Regions from separate parts of the Hordeum vulgare genome. Here region 1 is linked to region 2. A link is a contact called in public Hi-C data. All regions are on one chromosome and are shown on one strand. Each heading gives the region's core, a stretch centred on a gene start, on an enhancer-like site or on the middle of the called end of the contact. The rest is flanking DNA. Distances are from core to core; before and after follow the strand shown. Region 1 holds the start of LOC123427783 (40S ribosomal protein S7). Region 2 has its middle 100 kb from the start of LOC123427766.

Region 1 (2,700 bases), core at 182-2,681, 600 kb after region 2:
CATCAAGACGATATCTGACACGTTTCCCCACAATCTCAGCTGGGTAAACAACATCCTCCAAAAGACCATCATGAACAGCAGTCAAAGTTCTTGTACGAGGGCGAACAACAGCAGAACCTTTTTTGGGTGGCCTCACAATCCGCCTTGTTGCAACAATAACAACGTCCTGCATTGAGTCATAGTCAACTACACAATTCAGCAAGCATGGAAGAAAAAGGAACTTGGCTAACTTCTGCTTCAGCTTAATTGGGGGGTTTGGGCATGTTTCATAGGTGAAAGATACAACTACTAGGAAATTTCTCCATCGGCATATTTTTGGCAATTACAGGAAGTGACATGAATACAATAATTGTCTAAACAAAATTAGGGGGTATTGGCATGTTTAATAGGCAAAAGACATGACTACTAAGAAATTTCTCCATCGGCGTATTTTTAGACTAACAAACAAATTCTTCATTAGACAAATAACATTGAATGGAAGATGCCAAACATTGTAAATGACACCTGACAAAGAAGGCAATAAGAAATAACGGCCACAGCATTCGAGTAAATACATCTCTTCCAAACCGAAAACACATGCCCATTCGTACAGCGTCCTAGTTGTAGACGAGGTAGCATACTGGTGAACATTGCACACACACAGGTATCGTATTGTATTTGTAGTAGCAGAGTGCAGTGCAAAACAGAACAGGATTCAGGCGGAGCGTAGACACATGCTCTCTGGTAAGGCAGTAAATTGTTATGGCTATAGGGGATTACCATCTTGTCTACGCAATCTACAACACATAAGCAATCCTTCTGACTAGCAAACTTACTCCAACTGACTCCTATGTGAAATAATGATTACTAGATCAGACTGTTCTTCAAAGGAAAGGATTCTAACAAGGTGAATGGCATTCCACAAACCTTGCCGCTGAACTTCTTCTCGAGCTCCCTGACGAGCCTGACGTGGATCTTCCTGAAGGACTTGCGGAGCCTGTACGGGACGTGGATGACCACGGCCTTCCTGTTCCCTGCAACATCCATCTGGCTGCAACAAGAGGCCGCACAAACCAGAAACCATCATCGCCTTCACTGCCAATTGGACTGCTCAACTGAAACGAAAATCAAGGTTAAGGCTGGCTGATGGCTTACAAGGCGGCGTTGATGTAGAGGTCTTTGACGTCGCTCTTGAGCTCCTGGTTGCCATTCTCCAGGTCGAAGAAAGCCTACAAAGACGAAACGGCGGTGGTGAAACACGGAGCCCAGAGACCACACGCAAGGGCAGTGACGTCAGACGAGAGGGCTTCCTAGCTACCTGCGCGACGGAGTCCTCGAACTCGGAGGGCTCGAGGCCCTTGTCCTTCTGGATCTTCTTCCTCGCCGTGTACATGGTGCTTTCGCCCTTTCTTCGCCTGAGGTCGAGGTGTGGCGGCCACGGAGGTAGGGTTTAGAGGCGGCCGCGAGTAGTGGGATATGTTTTTATAGGTCTAAGGGGATCCCAAAATGTTTGTGGGCTGGGCCATGCTGGGCACAAAAGGCCTGTTGCATTGGCCAATATCGATCTTTATCAAGATTTGTTTTTTCGGACTCGTGTTTGTGGAAATTCATCCATAAACATAAGTCAAAGTCCGACGAACACACACTGTTCCATTAGCAGATTATCAAAAAGGTTTTAACAGATTCAATATAAAGATTCATAACAGCGGATCAAAGAAGCACGTACATGTGCTACCTGCTTCTTCTTCCTTTTTTATGAGAATCATTGCCACTTTATGCCACTTTATTCAACGTTTAAAGTCTTGTCTCATACAATCTCCAAGCTAACACACTCAGGAGACACATGGATCCAAGTTTTACATAAGAATTTCAAGCAACCTTCCCTAACTAAGACATGTGCAACTTTGTTTGCACAACGTCGCACCCAAACAACCCTACAATCTACGAAAGAACTGATCAAGCCTTTTACTTCATCAAGCAATTGACCATTAGTCCCTACAAGCTACCTCCCTCCCCTCCCACGATAGAGTCGCTGGCCACCTCGACCACGACGGCCACCACACCCCGGCGATGCCCGCCCGGGTAGGGACGCCACCTCTCCACACCTCATGGGGCGCTCCCGCCCCGCATGCTTCGAATCTGCGCGGTCCACCTCAGTAGACAACAAGGAGTGGGGGCAACCGGCCTCGGTCCGTGATCTCGCCAGGTCCAGCGGTCCATCAGATCTGTTGAACTCTCAGCCTCACCCTGGCTCGTCAACGGCAACCCCAAGCTCCCGCTGCGAATCCTGCTCCGGGGGGAGTGCTCCAAGACCGCGGCCGCCTTCTCCACCCCGGATACTGCTAGGGATCCCTCTTTCGGGCAGTAAAGGCTAAAACCCATTGTGGTTCGCTCTTCCCCGTGCCTGAGCCCCTTCCCTTCAGGCCATTGCAATGAATGGACGAAAGTCGAATACCGCAAGAAACGTCGTGCCACCAAACGCCCTCAGCTCGGTCCGGAGAACGCTCCGCGGCTGCGCTTTTGTGACAGCCCGAGACCGACGCTCCAGAAGATTCCCTTTTATTCCGTTGTCGCCGTGTGATTCATTGGGTAGTTGCATTTGTTGGAAATATTCCCTAGAGGCAATGATAAATAGTTATTATTATATTTCCTGGTAAAAGATAATCGTGTATTATCCATGCTATAATTGTATTGAATGAAAAATAGATACATGTGTGGATA
Region 2 (2,700 bases), core at 151-2,650:
TACAGGGGCTAAGACCAATTGTTGCTTGAGCACTTGGGATGCAATTTCAGCGACGGGAGTCCAGAGAAATGGAACGCCTTTCTTGGGAAGATTGAACACGGGTTGTGCGATCATGCCGAAATTCCTAACAAATCGGCGGTAGTATCCTACGAGACCCAGGAAACTCCATTTGCTGCACAGACCTTGTAGCTGAATGTTATTCATGGACTCACAAATAGTGGACGCAACATCATGGCCTACCTGCCTACCCACCTGGCTTTGATACCAGATGTTAGGGAACGAGTGGTGGATACACTCGATCTACTAATTGAGCTCACGAATTCGAGTCATAGGTAGCGATTACAACCGGATTACATGAATTGGGAAAGGGGATCGCTGGTAGGAGGAAGAACAGGTAGCCATCGCCGTCGGCTCCATGATCCACTGGATGTCGTTCCCCTCTGTGCGCGTGGCTTCAAGTACTGCCGCGGCTAGCTTCAGCTGGCCCAAGCCGGCCCGTGGTAGTAGGGGTTGGGCCGTCTGGGCTGCACAGGTGGTTCGGCAGTGTTGGATTAGGGGTTTTCATTGCCCTCTGGATCCCCCATGTCAGGTACGCTAACACCAACCTCGCCCAAACCATGATTCCCCTCGCCTCGAAGCCTAGCCGCCGCCGCACGTGCATCATCACGGCCCGATGCACCGCCCCTGTCGCAGTGCATGTAACAACCCGGAAGCGATGCTCCAGCAGATTCCCCTTTTATTCCGTTGTCGCTGTGTGATTATTTTGTTCGTCGCATTTATCATCGCATTATGCGCATCATCCGCATTGGGTCGACACTTTGTTGCCTTCATTTTTCAAAACTTGCATCTGTTATTAGTTGTTGGTTCTATCCATTTTGTCGTTGACCGTTTCAAGACCAACCACACACGCACGCGCCCGTAACATCGTTAAAATATTTGTTTTTAAAATTATGTATGAAACTTTTTCAGATTGGGTTGAAACTTGAAGTGCGGTCTTTATCATAGTATAGGTAGGTCGCGTGCCAAATTTCGTCGCATTCGTAGTTTGTTTCTTATCCGAACCATTAAACCTAGAGAGACACTAGAGCCGGTTTATTAACGGACGTTTTTTGATTTTATAAACTTTGTGTCGGGCTGCAAAACTTTCCTCTCATCCCGCCTAACCCATCTACACAGCCCAACCTAATCCATCATAGCCCACCTAGCCACCCCTCCGCTTCCGAACCGTTCGATCGTGATCAAACGATTCAAAAACGATGCAAAAAACCAAACCCTAGCCTCCCTGCTATTTATAGGCAACCCCAACGTCCATTTTTGGCCTTCCCAGCCCCTCTCCTTGAAATCCGGTGCCGCCCACTTCCCCTTGGCCACTTGGCGTCGTTGTAGTCGCCTCTGTGGCCAACTGAAGGGTCCCACATCAGCCCTGGCGCCGCCCCAGCCACTGCGGCCTGCCACGGCCCGCAGCAGGCCCGCCATGGCCCGCGGGCCCCACGCCTTGCACGCCCCGCGCGTGCTCCTGCGCCTCCCTGGTGCCCTGCGTTCACCTGCCTCATCGGAGCCCCGCGCCGCCGCCTGCGCTGCAAGTCGCCGCCCCATAGCCGGTCGTCGGACCCTCCCCGAGCCGGATCCGATCGCCCGCGCCCGTCTCTCTTCTTCCGAGCTCTCTCCCCCTCTCCGTGACCCCATTTCTCTCCTCTCCGCTCGCAGGAATCAGCCGCCATGGATTGTCCTCCCCGCCTCGTCGTCGCCGGGTCTCGCCGGATCCGGCAGCTCCACCTCGGGATCGGCCCGTTCCCCGCCGGATCCGCGTGTCCCAGGCCTCCTCCGCGCCTCGTCGTCGCGCCAAGCCGCCGCCGGCGCCGTTGACCGCGCCACCGGTCCTTGCGAGCGCTCGCTCGTGCGAGCCTGTTGCTGGGGAAGACAGCCAATGGTCTGTTATGTAGCTTATCCATTAGACCTATTTGAGGAGGGAGCATAGCATCGGGCCAGCCTTGCCCGCGTTGTGGGCCGCCAGCCGTCGGGGCCGCATCGGACGGCCTGCCCGCGCAGCCGAGTCGACCCCAAGCCCAGCGAGCTAGCCCAGCTCGTCCAGGCTAGATCTGGCCTAGGGTGAGCTCCCCTCTATGCCTCGCCCATGCACATTTTGTTTATCCAACGACCTGCCGTGTTGACCCAACTCTGTGCAGATTAGGCCCGTGCCATGTCTTTTTCCACATGTGAAATTGTCTAATTTTCAGGATATTGCATAATTGCATATTATTGCATAATTTTAAATTGCTAATAACTAAATAATCGTGCATCGTATGAAAATATTCTAGCTATGTAAAATGACTAAAAATTTATGTTGATTAATAATTTCCAAATTTCATGCATGTTTAAAGTTGTTTGACCTACTGTTTGCATTGATTTACGTGATGCCATATTAAAATGATTTAATGCATAGCAAATTAATCGTGCATCGGATTAAAATAACGCCAACATGAAAAATGCTTAAAATTTCATGTAGATTCACAATATCCAACTCTCTCATGTGTTTCAAATGTTTAAACATGATGTTTAATTAAATTTGCGTACATGTCATGTTAAAACGGTTTGTCTCATATGTGATTAACCGTATCTCCGATTAAAATGTCCCACATATATAACTTGGTTAGAAAAATATGTAAAATAACATGGTAGCCTTTATTTTTTTGTTTAATA

What was found. A called contact is a pair of places that touch in the nucleus more often than the background predicts.
Region 1: a Hi-C map of seedling shows a contact between it and region 2, with 2.6 times the contacts expected there. The contact joins the promoter of LOC123427783 here to the enhancer-like site in region 2. A contact is called at or near these places in 1 of 6 Hi-C or Micro-C datasets (seedling) and 1 of 1 datasets of contacts at active chromatin or transcription factors (embryo).

Annotation. Positions count from the first base shown.
Region 1 is chr1H:158,575,310-158,578,009 of MorexV3_pseudomolecules_assembly, forward strand. LOC123427783 (40S ribosomal protein S7) reads right to left here and starts at 1,432. Exons shown (of 5, transcript XM_045111903.1): 1 at 1,298-1,432; 2 at 1,135-1,208; 3 at 907-1,030; 4 at 1-166. The coding sequence starts at 1,372.
Region 2 is chr1H:157,970,706-157,973,405 of MorexV3_pseudomolecules_assembly, forward strand. No RefSeq gene overlaps it. Among protein-coding and RNA genes, the nearest start is that of LOC123427766, 100 kb to the left of the region's middle. Within about 2 kb of position 1,401, at least 3 of the 3 cell types and tissues checked have open chromatin away from gene starts, as enhancers often do. A contact at or near this core is called in seedling, where this site is marked.